Linked DNA regions of Pan troglodytes: region 1 is linked to region 2. The links are chromatin contacts, called in public Hi-C maps. All regions are on one chromosome and are shown on one strand. Each heading gives the region's core, a stretch centred on a gene start, on an enhancer-like site or on the middle of the called end of the contact. The rest is flanking DNA. Distances are from core to core; before and after follow the strand shown. Region 1 overlaps STARD13 (StAR related lipid transfer domain containing 13). Region 2 overlaps STARD13 (StAR related lipid transfer domain containing 13).

Evidence for each region. A called contact is a pair of places that touch in the nucleus more often than the background predicts.
Region 1: a contact with region 2 is called in a Hi-C map of stem cell-derived neural progenitor cells, with 6 times the contacts expected there. The contact joins two enhancer-like sites. A contact is called at or near these places in 1 of 7 Hi-C or Micro-C datasets (stem cell-derived neural progenitor cells) and 1 of 1 datasets of contacts at active chromatin or transcription factors (stem cell-derived excitatory neurons).

What each region holds. Positions count from the first base shown.
Region 1 is chr14:32,693,259-32,700,053 of NHGRI_mPanTro3-v2.0_pri, reverse strand. All of the region lies in intron 1 of STARD13 (StAR related lipid transfer domain containing 13), which reads left to right. Among named protein-coding and RNA genes, the nearest start is that of STARD13, 130 kb to the left of the region's middle. Within about 2 kb of position 4,528, at least 21 of the 24 cell types and tissues checked have an H3K27ac peak or open chromatin away from gene starts, as enhancers often do. A contact at or near this core is called in stem cell-derived neural progenitor cells, where this site is marked.
Region 2 is chr14:32,379,108-32,386,148 of NHGRI_mPanTro3-v2.0_pri, reverse strand. All of the region lies in intron 3 of STARD13 (StAR related lipid transfer domain containing 13), which reads left to right. Among named protein-coding and RNA genes, the nearest start is that of KL, 210 kb to the right of the region's middle. Within about 2 kb of position 3,073, at least 12 of the 24 cell types and tissues checked have an H3K27ac peak or open chromatin away from gene starts, as enhancers often do. A contact at or near this core is called in stem cell-derived neural progenitor cells, where this site is marked.

The DNA of each region.
Region 1 (6,795 bases), core at 3,279-5,778, 310 kb before region 2:
ATTATTCAATTACCTTATTTAGCCCTGGAAAATTGAAGAAGAAAATGCCAGTGCACTGTGATATAGTCTTAAAATCCTTCTAAATGCATTGTTTTATATTCAAAAGAACTTAATGCCAAGGCATAAATGACCACAGCAGAGCACTGCTCTACCCTAAAGGTTTCACATCCCAGTTCCTTTCCTTTGGCTTATGTTGTCTCAGTTTTCTATATTTCTCTCAAGGTTACATTACAAAATTATCTATACACACTTGCTCTTCCATATATTTTACCTCTTCTTCTCAGGGCCCTATGTTTTGCTGTAATTTTAAAAATTATCTTCAAGAAAAATTGCCCAATTTTTACAAACATAGTATCCTAAATTCCCACATTTGTGAAAAAAGTACAAATATGTAAATACACATATGTAAAATTTTGTACAGTAGGAATGTTCATTGGGGAAACATTACTGAAACTGACACAAAGTGTTTAACAGAAATTTGCTTAAAGGGATCAAATTTCACCTGGCATAGGAACATATTTAAAACAGTGGGGTTGACACAATAGCTACATCTGTGTAACCAAACCATCAAGGCTGACAAACTAAATCCAGTTGTTAGTAAAGTTAATGACTAATTCTGATCAATACATGGCCAAAAGAAAAAGAAAACACTGTATCATAAGAGCTGAAAAACATCTACCGGGAAATGACTATTTTGTGAATACTTAAAAGCCTTATAAATGTACTATTATATTTTCACTTTTTCTAAAGTATTATAATTGGCAGGGCTCAAACTAGTAAAGTTAAATATATTTCAACATTTTATTAAACATTGAAAATATTTTATCCATATCAAGTATCAGGGGCTTAAAATGAGCTATTCCAAAAAAAAGTATCTCTCATCAATACTTTCACTTTAAAAGAATTATTATAATTTATCCATATATGAAATATAAAAATTATTAGAACATGTATTAGGCTTAAATTGATTACAAATAAAAAACATTAATCTTGCCTGTAATCCCAGCTACTCAGGAGGCTGAGGCAGGAGAATCACTTGAGCCCGGGAGGTGGAGGTTGCAGTAAGTGGAGACTGCGCCACTGCACTGCAGCCTGGGCGACAGAGTGAGACTGTCTCAAAAAAAAAATTAATCCAAAAACACAATAATAAATAAATTTAGCTCATCACAAGGGAGCATGGTCATTAAAATGAGTTTAGCAGAATAGTCAATTCAAACTTATTTCCAAAGACTAACAGTATAAATTATAGGTAGTTTGAGATTTAAAATGTGGCAAACCAAAAATAGGGCAGTATAAAGGCTACAGAGACACAAATACCAATGAATGACAAAGAAAAACTGGCCCAATAGTTAGTCAAAATGTGACTAGTAGTACTATTAGGCTAAAATTAAAAGTATTAATAAGTCTATTGATTATAGCAAATAAACCGCCAAAAAGCTCTAACAACTAAGACCCCTTTAACAGCTGAATCAACTTAATTCTTAAATGCTTTTTGCCACAAATATTCATTATACATCCATTTACATATTATGTTCTTAGAAAATAAGAGAAAAAAATCAGAAAAGGAGGCTTCCACATAATAGAAATTATTTTTGAAAGAAAATCTGACGTGGGAATCCTAATCTAATTACTGTATCAAAGTCAACCAATTCTTGGTTGAAAGTAAGCTACAGTATCATTTCATAAGAGTGTTTACTGATGAAATTAGCCAGGATAAATTGTAATGTTAACAGCCATAATAAATAAATGTCATAAAATACTAATTACTTTTAGTCAACAAAATAAGGTTATTTAACAACTGTCTTAGTCCATTTATTTTTCTATAAAGGAATACCTGAGGCTGGATAATTTATGAAGAAAAGAGGTTTACTTGGCTCACAGTTCTGCAGGCTGTACAAGAAGCATGGTACCAGCAGCTATTTCTGGTGAGGGCCTCAGGCTGTTTCCACTTGTGGGTGAAGGTGAAGGAGAACCAGCATGTGCAGAGATCACATGGTAAGCGAGGAAGCAAGACAAAGCAGCAAGAAAATCGATAGGAGGGAGGTGCCAGGCTCTTAACAACCAGCTCTGACAGCAACTAATAGAAAATTCACTCATTATCACTAGGAGGGCATCAAGCCCTGTGTCAGGGATCCACCCCCATGCCTGAAAACATCTCCCATTAAGCCCCACCTCCAACACTTGGGATCAAATTTCAACGTGAGATTTGGAGGGATCCAACAAACCAAATGATAGCAATAATGCTCCCAAAATACAGCAGGTATATGAAATATAGCATTACTAATGAAGTGTGCTTTACATCTTCTCTGCCTGCTTCATTAGTGAATTTATTACAATAAAGTTTAAAATAAGGCAAAGAACATTCACCTTTCGGGCCAGGCACAGTGGCTCACGCCTGTAATCCCAGCACTTTGGGAGGCCGAGGCAGGCGGATCACGAGGTCAGGAGATCGAGATCATCCTGGCTAACACGGTGAAACTCCGTCTCTACTAAAAATACAAAAAATTAGGCCAGGCGCGGTGGCTCACACCTGTAATCCCAGCACTTTGAGAGGCCGAGGCGGGTGGATCACCTGAGGTCGGGAATTCGAGACCAGCCTGACCAACATGGAGAAAACTGATCTCTACTAACGAAAATACAAAATTTTAGCCAGGCATGGTGGCACATGCCTGTAATCCCAGCTACTCAGGAAGGCTGAGGCAGAAGACTCACTTGAACCTGGGAGCAGAGGTTGTGGTGAGCTGAGATCGCACCATTGCACCCCAGCCTGGGCAACATGAGCAAAACCCCGTCTCAAATAAATAAATAAATAAATAAATAAAACAAAAAAATTAGCCAGGTGTGGTGGCACACGCCTGTAGTCCCAGCTACTCAGGAGGTTGAGGCAGGAGAATCGCTTGAACCCCGGAGGCAGAGGTTGCAGTGAGCTGAAATCTGGCCACCGTACTCCAGCCTGAGCGACAGAGCAACCCTCCATCTCAAAAAAAAAAAAAAAAAAGAGAAAAAACAACAACAACAAAAAAAACCATGCACCTTTCCCTGATTTAAATGATTCATCAGTAATTATCCAAATACATGGTACTAGCCTATTAGGGAAATACCATGGTTTTAAGACAGTTGTTCTCAATCTTTTTTTTCTTCTTTTCACGAAGGCCCATTCAGGATAGAGGAGCAGAGAGGGGGAAGCTTACATCCAGTAAACAAAATGGCAGTGATTTAAATAAAATTGAGACCAGAAAACCGACTGCTTTCTACATTTTAGGAACTGATTATCATAAACATAAACTTATCTAACAGTATCTGTATTTCTATTTGTAGCAAGCACAAAAGTTACAGTGTGCAGCACACTTTAATCACTGCGTGATTTAATTACTGTGTCAATAAAGGCAGTGGCACAGTCAGAATTTGACAGAATTGAGAAAAGTCCTGCTGAAAAGATGAGAAGTTCTGAGATGATCATTTTTTATAATGTAAGCACTGTGTACATTTATAAATGGCACGGTAGGGATGGGAGTGGGCTGGGGGTAGAGAATTCCGTAAAACAAGGGAACTTGAGGAAATGCAAAAGACTGAAAAAAACCTGGCATCTTCCAAAGGGTAAAATTAGTATGATTGTTTAAACTGTTTTGTCCTTAATTTTAGTCATTTCTAATTTAACAGCTAAAGAACAATTACTGTATAATAACTGAAATATTTAGTATACTTGGTATTACAGCACCCTCTATCACATGATCATACACAGAATACATTTCTATGAACTGGTTGCTTTAATCTGTCAACATTTATGTAGCTCTCTACTGGTTCTAGGGTTTAGTTTACTACTTCCCATCCACGGAGTCAAAAGGACTACTGACTTGTGCAGGCTTAGTATCACCAGTATAATTTAGTACCGTCTCTCCAACAATAGCAAAAAGCATTATTGACAAAGCAATCCTGAACTCTAAATTATTCCAGGTGTGGTCCTAGTACCAACAGCATCAGAATCACCTGAAATTTTACTAGAGCTACACTAATCCAGCTGTATCCTCAGACCTTCCCTCCCAGTTATAACCTCTGGGGTTGAGGCCCAGCAATCTGTTTTAACAAGCCTTCTGGAGAATCTGGATGCATGCTCCAGTTTGAGAACCACTACTATAGGAGAAATACAATCAAAGAGTCAAGTTAACATGTGCTATCTAAACTCTAAAGGAAATTTGTTTCATTATATATTTTGATATCCACAGCACCATTCCAATAAAACATTTAAAACAACACTGTTAGTACTCCAAGATTACAGAAAAAAAAGAACATTATTAAAGGAAAATGTGTTGATTTTACTAACTTTGGGGAAATTACTTTTCCTTTCTCTGATTATCTAAAAGAAACGTGACTTGCAAAAGAATCTACATTGAGCATTTCTGAGGCTACCTTTCTGAAACTTCCATGTTCTATTTTAAAGCAAATTACTACATTCTGCTTCTTGATGGGTTCCTAACACATACACAGCAGGCTTTTACAACAGCGCTTTAATAGGCGAAAGGAAACAAAAGCTTTTACAGCAGAGGCCAATGTAAGCCACAAAGCTCGTGTCATCTTCCTACCAGGCAATTAATACAGGGTCCCAGTCCTCAAAGATTAAAGAACTGATACGGGGAAGACTGAGAATGACCCAGCAACAACGCATAAGGAAGCAAAAAATAAAAGGACGCCGTTTCTTCTGGACTTAAAACTAGAGAAAGAACAGTTGCCGCTCCATTTTGGGTTTGTAAAGCTCCTCCTACAAGCAGCTTCCGCTTCAGAGTCGCCACAAAGTCCCTCCCGCGCGGGAACTCGGCGGGGCGGAGACTCGGGTCCCTCCCCGTCCAGGGCGGGAGAAAGGAAAGCAGGGGCCACGGTTTCTCTGGAAGGTTCCGAGAGAAGGGCGCGTGCCACCTCCGCGGGTGGCGGGAGACTCGGCACCAGATGGCGCTGCCGCACCGAGAGCCAGAGCCTGGGCCGCTGGGGAGACGGGAAGAGGCGTCACCGGATCCCTTCCTTTGCGCTCGTTGCCGGAAATGTGCGCTGCAACCAGCCTCTGGTCCCGGATATTAAGACTTCTGGAGGGTTCCCGCGTGAGGGCGGGGCCAGAACCGGAACCGAACGGCGACCGACGAGCCCCGGAGCGGAAACCCGGGGCGGCGCCAGCGGGCCCTGGTTGCTGGTGCGCGCGCCTCGTCTTGGTGGGAGGGCGAGGGGCGGGGTCTCGCCGTGCGCTTGCGCACTTTGGGGACGTAGGCGCCGTCTGCGTGTGCGTCTTTTTCCATGTTTGCACGTTTGCTAGGCAGGCAAGGCGGAAATGGTGGCGTAATGGGTTTTGTTTTAAATCCCGCCCACGGGGTTTGGGTTTCTGGCAGTGAGTCAGGTTTATGGAAGGCTTTATGGAAAATTAATGGTATAAGAGGTAAAACTGGATCTGTACTGTTTTCTTAGTCCTTAGCGATCCAAATGCAGTTTGGGTGCGGTCTCAGTGCTAAGATGGACCCAGCCTTCCCCTCTAAATCTTAGTGAACCGGCTTGATCCCCCGGTCTGTTCATCTTTCAGTGTTTATTCTGAGAAGGTAGGGGTGTCACAAGGAATAAAAAAGGCACGCAAACAAATAGACTACTCGTGTGGAACCAAAAACATTTTCAAATTATTTAAGAAAGCATGTCTTCGTGTTTTTTAAACTTTTTAGCAAGCGATTCTCTTAAGGAGTTGTCTTAGTTTTTAATTTTTGTCGATACACAGTTTTATATTCTGTGTTTTGTGGTGTGGCCTTGGTCTTTTATCAAATTTTAAAGGAAAGCCTCTTGTGCAGATGTGTTACAAAGAAAAATTTTGTCATTTTTTCACTTTTGAATTTTGGAGGACCATAGTAGTTTCTGAAAGTGCATTGGCTTTGTTTTTAGATGCTGCAAGGAAACAACCAAGTGTGTTGCAGAAATAAAATCTGTATGAATCTGCATCCGCTCCGTTTAATTTTAAACTAATTCCAAAAATGTCATCTGTGCAAAGTGCTCAGTTCTCCTGGAAAATTTCTTCAGCCTTGGTAAACACTTTTATCTGGATTTCAAAGCTCTTTGCAGTCCAGGGCCTATATAAAAACAAGCCTTGTAAAAGCCAGAGGGAAAGGAATACAGGCTTTTAAGTAGATATTTTGAAAGAAACAGCAGTGGGCCGGAGGATATAAGAAAGATTGTCCGAAATTGCCAAATAAGTGTATTTCATTGTTTTTTGCTAAAACCGTTTGATAGTCTGGGTAGTTGGTACTGGAAAAAACGCTGCTGTGACGTGAGGAGTACTATGGCACCTGTTTATGTAAAAGTTAAGGGGATATTGCAATATCATTCAAGATGGGTCAGAAACAGGGCAAGAAGGAGGCAGGATATCCAAAGGGGAAGAAAAGGGGAAAATGTTGGAAGATACTAGAAAACACGTGAAAGAGGTCAGAGCTGAAGCTGTAATAGGTCTTCAAAGAGTGATCTGGAAGATTGCAAAATAGCTTTTAGACCCTAAAATCAAATGTGTGGAATATGGAATCAGTTTATTTCATCATTGCATACTTCAGCTTTGGCTATATCCCATTTAGTTGCTTACTTTTTTTTTTCGACTTTCCCATCTTTCTCTACATCGTATATAACCAACCTTAAATTGAGGGATTGCTTCATTTTGCTACCATTATACTATTAAGTTACAGTAACATAGCCCTTCACAGTTCAAAGAGTACACATATATTCAGAAATAGTGGCATTGACTCCTTTGCAAATATCCTCAACTCTTATCCCTCACTTTTAGCA
Region 2 (7,041 bases), core at 1,824-4,323:
ATTTAGTCTCAAATCCATCTCAGTAATGGACTAAAATTGGGAGGTTTATACAGGAAAACAGGGAATTAGGGAGGAACAAGGAAGCAATCATGATGGATGAGGGGTCTTGTATCTCATTGTCTGGATGCAGTGATTGAGTGAGTTTCATTCCCTTGCGTGAGGGTTGATTTCCTGAGGAAGGCACTCAGAATAGACAAGTGTAAGTTTCTAGTTTTAATTCAGAGGGTCAATTTCTATGTTTATTCAAAAACATGCAAATATCATTTCTATGGGACAATTGGGCTGGTTTCAGATACACGTCATCAAAGTTTTTGGAGCATGACTGCAAGATTCTGGAGGAGAAGAGAAGAGATGAGAGATTATAAATTGAGTGATTGTGTTTTCACCTGTCCTGGGATATATAAGATTTAATACACTAACCAGTGATCTAGATGACTAAACAGAGTACAGTAGTCCCTCTGTATCTGAGGGTTCTTCCCCACTTGTGAGTCAACAAATCCCAGATAAAAATATTTGAAAAAAAATTAAAAATAAAAGAATAACCGTACAACAATAAAAAAAATTTTTAAATACAAGAATTATTTACATAGCTTATTTATTTGTTTATTTATTTTTGAAGACAGAGTCTTGCTCTGTCACCAAGGCTGGAGTGCAGTGGCATGATCTCGGCTCACTGCAACCTCCACCTCCCGGGTTCAAGTGATCCTCCTGCTTCAGCCTACCAAGTAGCTGGGATTACAGGCACACACCACCATGCCCAACTAATTTTTGTATTTTTAGTATAGACAGGGTTTCACCATGTTGGCCAGGCTGGCCTCGAACTCCTGACCTAAGGTGATCCACCCATCTTGGCCTCCCAAAGTGCTTGGATTACAGGCATGAGCCACCATGCCTGGCCTATTTACATAGCATTTACATTGAAGCAAGTATTACATGTAATCTAAAGATGATTTAAAATATATGTGGGATGTGCTCGGTTACATGCAAATACTATGCCATTTTATATCAGGGACTTGAGCATCTACAGATTTTAGAATGGGTGAGGGGAGCCTGGAACCAATCCCCTGTGGATACCAAGGGATGACCCTATATACTAAAATGACACTGAATCATGAAGCTGTTAAAATCTTTAAAGTTTCAGGTAAACCTCAGTCATCTGGAAAAGTTATGGGAATGCCCCGGACCTGCAGTCAGAAATAGAGTCTGCAGTTTGTGCCCCAGCTTTCTCCCTGCTGGCCATGTGACCAAGGCCATTCTTTAACAGTTAGTTTTCTAAGATGTGTGTCTAAATAGAGCTCCAAAGTGAGATGGTAAATGTGAACGCATGCCACAAGTTTTTATTATGTTCCCTTCAACTCAAGATGATGCGCATGGCCCAAACCACAACTCCCCCAAATCTGCCCCTCCTCCAGTCCCTCATTCATAATGTAGGGTTCTCTAATGCCCTAGCCTGCAGGGCAGTGAGGCCAGCCTGAGTAAGCCCTCATGTGTGTTATAGGAGTCCCAGGACTACGAAGCACCAGAGCTCATACCCAGTCTAAAGAAAGCCACTCAGCCACCACCCATGTGCCAGGCCTGAGCCTCGTCTCCCTGGTGCCTTGTGCAATGTGTGGCACAGTGAGAGCCTGGCCCTGCTGTCCTGAAAATCTTCACCCTGTCCAGGGCCTTAGGCACCGATGGCTGCCAAGTCAGCAGCTTGAGGGCCTGACCAGCCCCTCATCTCCACTCCCAGTCCATTGCCGTTGAGACTTTCTTCACTGTGTCTCACCCTTGAGATAAATTTGAAGTTACAACTGTCCTTTATCACTCACTCAGCCAACTGAGGAGTGTCCTGAGATGCAGGACTTTAAGTTTTAAAACTGGGATGGTAGGTCATCCTATATATAGCCCAACTTAAACTCTATCTCCTTCTAAGCTAGTGTCCCAATCTCTCCAGTTGGAAATAAGTATTATTTTCTCTCTTCTTTATATGCCCACAACATTCTGACTATGCCCGTATCTTGGCACTTCGCAGGTATTAGAGTTCTTTCCCAAGTGTTTCTGCTTCCTTCACCAGGTTCTTAGCATCTTGCAGTTATGGTTCTTCCATCCTCCTCAGTGCCTCGCTGGCACTTTGCACATCAGGGGTACTTAAGACTACTTTGCATAAACTGAACAAATTAATCATTCAAACATAAAATGAGTAAAGACCGACCTTACGTGTCATAATGGACTAAGTAAACAGTGTTTTAGAAGAGATAATGTGATTCTCAGATGAATCAACATGAGGATAACAGGAAATAGGCTGAGATTTCAGCAAAAGAGAATTCTTGTGCATCAGAAAGCAGCCCTTGACCGGAAAGGGTGATGAAAAAAAGTGGATATAGCTTACAAAAGAAGATTATGAAAGCTCCACTTTCAAAATCGTTCAGCAGTGTCCCAGCATTCATGAATGTTTGTTTAAAATGAAGATTTTTCTGAAATAAAGGGCTGGGCAAAGTAATGTTGGAGGCAGTGTTCAGGCAGGCCGCCTCCAGGAAACCCAGGGTGCCAGGATGAGTATTCTCCCTATTTCTACCAGAGCAGCCACGCCTCTTCTTCTTTCTAACCAAGGTAGGATGTGCATGTACCGGCTTTTTCCTGTCCAGGTTGTGACTGTTTAGGTTTAGAAGTCAAGAGCGTGACAATAAAACTAACTAGCTGCAGATGATGATCTTATGTTGCAGCTGAATACTTTTCCAATACAAGATTTATCTGGGGACGTAAGACTCAGTGAATTACCATTTGCCATGGTCTTCACTGGAGAACCATGGCTACAATCTCCTTCTTCCCCACGTGGACTGACCATCTGCTCCCAATAATTGCAAATTCGCTTCCAGGCCTCATAAAGTCTCCCTGTGTTCTTGCTTGTCTTTGAAATGCCTCAGGCAACTGCTCTTCTCTCCAATGGAGCAGCCACAACAGCTGTGGGATTCACTAGGGTTTGTCTCTGCTCCATTTCTGGCAGCAGGCAACCACCACTAAGCCACTCTCCAAAAAAGCCTGCAAATTGTAAACCCATTAAGGTTTAACTCCTGGGGGACAACAAAGAGAGCTGCCTTTGAATGTGAGCTCTGTGTGCCTCACTGAGGCTTCTGGCACAGGGGCTCGTCCTCAGGGCCAGGGTGATGCGTAGGGAAAGTTACAAGCTTCTGAGGGAATATTTTCACAGGTTTTCCAAACAAAGGGTTCTTTCTTCCAACCCCATACAACTCTCTTCTGATTGCTAATTAACCAAAGCTAGTGAAAAACAGGCCATTTCTGTAAATAGCCTAGAAGTAGTGTGTGTGTGGTGTGTGTGCACGCGTGCACTCGCGTGTCCATGCCTGGCACGGGTGATGTGACTTTTAATATTTTTCATCTTTGTTTGTGTTTGTTCAAGCAGACCGTGAAATGAATGAAAGTCTGTTTTGAGTTCAACAAGAGATAAAGGGTTGTTACAGGGCATCTTGTCCTTCTGGTAATTTTTCCAGCGCTCACGCAGTCTTGCAGTTGTCCTGGCAAATCGAATATGATAAGTGTTTTGCTTTAAGTTGCCCTCTTTCCTCTTAAGTTGAGAGTTAGCACAGTCTTCACCATAGGGTCGGTTTTGGTCTGTGTCATCTCAGTGTCCTGGCCGTATCTCAACTGTCTTCCCCTGTTTACTTCCATGGAGTCGCTATTTAGGAAGTCCCTTTTCAGCCCATCTGCCTTAAATCACTGCATTGTTTACTTTCCCACCAAGGAGTTTTCCCTCCATTGGTTACCTGCCTTTTAGATTGAGTATGCATTTGAAGATCTAGAAGCCCATACAGGCTACTGGCAATTTTTATTCAGGCTGCTTCCACCTAGTAAAAGCCTGCCAGAGTCCGCTGGCCTTTTGGAATGGTTGCTGAAGTCTTCAAAACTCTACTTCTTTTAACTTTGCTTTTGTGGTTACATATGAGTAGTTTCATAAGTTTTGCAATTTGGTTATCTTGGAGTTTTGAAACAATGTTGCATTTTGATTATTTTATCCACAATTATGATACTTACTGTGAGGTTATGTACCAATTAGATCCTTGTCTTACTCGTGTCTAATCAATATTTCTTATTTGTTTTAATTCTGGCCTTTTTGGTTATCAGACTCTACGTAATGGGGGAAAAAAGCTCTTCACAGGCCTCTAGTGGACATGTCGTGGAACTGCAGAAATCTTGTATTCAAGGGTGTAAAACTGTGGTGTGACCCATGTCCGAATTAGCAATCACAAACATGTTATTCATTTAGTATTTAATTTAAAGATAAATAGTATGCTTGGAAGCAAGGAAGATAGGGATACTGGTGGAATCAAACTCTTGGTTGACTGACCACAGAATATGACCAGGTTGTCCACTGTCGCCTGTTGTCCTCTGAACTGAGTTTCTTTCACTAAGGAGTCCACACAGTCTCTGTTTTATAACAGGAGCTAAATTTTAACTTCCAAAAAAAAAACCGTAAATGAACTGTACTCTTAATTCATTTTTATCAATAATTTTTATGAAGAATGCCTGATATTTTAATAGATTCATAGTTTAAATAAGAAACAATCAGTATAAATGTTTCTTCTCAAAAGAGTTGAAAATAATATGTCTCTATAAAGAAATACATGGGGGAGTAATGTGGTCCAGAGGCAACCTCAGCCTTCGCCAGAGGCTGCAATCCACCAGAATCCACCGGGGCTCCCTCCCAGCCTTCAGTGATTTTCCATGAGCACTCTATGTACTCTTCATGCTTCTGTGCCATGCTTTTATGTTGCCTTTGCCTGAAATAACTCCTCCCTTCCACCACTTCCCCACCTGGCAAAATTCTTCATATCCTTACAAATCCAAGTCAAATGTTCTTTTTTATTTGCATCTCCCTTCCCCCACCACACAACTGTTAAAAACTGCTCTGCGTTGTTTCGTTTTACTATCGCACATTCAATCTATCATTATTTTCATTTGTAAAGGGCCTGTCTCTTTCTTCTGATGGGCTTTGAGCTTCTCACATGTTGTCAGGATGGTGTTGTGCTTTGCAGTATTCTCCTCATCACTTTAACCTCAGTACCTAACACAGCTCCTGGCATCTAGTAAAGACTTTTTCAATTAACTGATACTCCTTATGGTGCTTGTCCTAGGAAAAAATGGGAGTGAGGGAAGTGTGCCTCATTTTGTCTTTGGTATCTAGGTTTGCATCCAGCATCTTGCCTCCCTGTTGTTCCCCCTCCATAGTCATGTCCAAGTTAAAGTGGTCCTAATACCCTAAATTACCTTTTTCAGGGTATTTGGAGTATAAACCTTATCTCAAATTTAAAATGAAATGCTTTGCCCTAGTGTTAAACAAGAACAGGAATTTCAAGCAATTAGGCTGATGAGAGAGTAGTTTGGGGGAATGGAATGCCTAGCTCTAAATATAGAGTTAATGACTGTCTCTTTTCCCTAAGAATTGGACTAGCTTCACTATTTGTAGAGGAAGCTTCCATGCCTCCTTTTAGATTTAACTTACAAAGTATTTTCAAGGTATTGATATGGAAAGTAGTTCTGGAACAAATTAGGTATCTGTTTAAATCCACATAGGGTTGAACTACCTGGGATCGTATTTTAGCTATCTATGAGGACAATGAGATTCTGATGAGTCCATCACTGCCAGCAGACCTTGAACTAAGATAGAAAAGACTAATGATGGAACTTTAAGGGAATGGCTTTACGGCTAGAGATCTGATGTTACTTCACATTAGAGGGCTGAGCAAAGCTCGCAGGTTGTAGATGAGACCAATTCAAAGCAACTAGTCACTGAGGCATTTTGTTATGGCCATTTAAAGGTTAGGAATGAAGTTTGCTTTGCTGAAAACACTCAGTTTGGTTTTGCTTAATTTTCTCTGGGGCAGAGGTTCTTAATCTGGCGACTTCTCTTTAAAACTTCAGAAATTATAAGAACAAATGAATATACATATGCCATATGTTTAATGGAGAGAAATGTGTTAAGATCCCTAAAAATCTTTAAAAACAGTTAAGAAGTACTGTTTTAAGAGAAAGATAGATGTTTTATAGTACGAGTCGAGTTAATAGACTTTTTACCTAAACATCGCTTGGACTAGCCTGAATATTACATTTTCATATATTGTCTAATTGTCTGTTTATGAAATGTTCTTATCTGAATAATAGAAGTAAATTTGAGGCCGGGCATGGTGGCCCATGCCTGTAATCCCAGCACTTTGGGAGGTCGAGGTGGGCAGATCACCTGAGATCAGGAGTTCAAGACCAGCCTGGCCAACATGGTGAAACCCTGTCTCTACTAAAAATAAAAAATTAGCCAGGCGTGGCGGTGCGTGACTATAATCCCAGCTACTCAGGAGGCCAAGGCAGGAGAATCGCTTGAACTCAGGAGGTGGAGGTTGCAGTGAACCAAGATCGTGCCACTGAACTCCAGCCTGGGCGACAAAACAATATTCATCTAAAAAAAAAAAAAAGAACTAAATTTGAAAGCTATTGTTCAAGTATCCTAACACTTACGGCAATAGCTGGCAGTAGACTTTTACTAAAGACTTCCTGTACTTTTATGAGGCAAAAATGAAGGAATGATTAGTTAGGGCAAAAGAACAACTTATTTATAAAAGAATGAAAAAGCACAAATAAAGTTTGTCTCTAAGAAGAAACTGCTTGGAGCTTGCATTAGTTTGCTCAGGCTGCCGTAACAAAATGCCATAGACTGAGTGGCTTAAACAACAGAAATTTGTTTTCTCACAGTTCTGGAGGATGGAAGTCTGATATCAGCATGCCAGCATGGTTGGGTTCTGGTGAGGGCTCTATCCCTGGCTTGCAGATGGCCGCCTTCTTGCTGTGTCCTCACATGGTGGAGGGAGGGCAAGCTCTCTTATGTCTCTTCTTATAAGGACTTAACTAACCCCATCATGAGGGCCCTACCTCATCTAACCCTAATTACCTCCCAAAGATCCTATCTTTAAGGATGCAGTCACACTGGGGATTAAGGCTTTAACATATGAATTTGAGGAGGAGACACACTTCGGTCCATATCACAGCTTAACC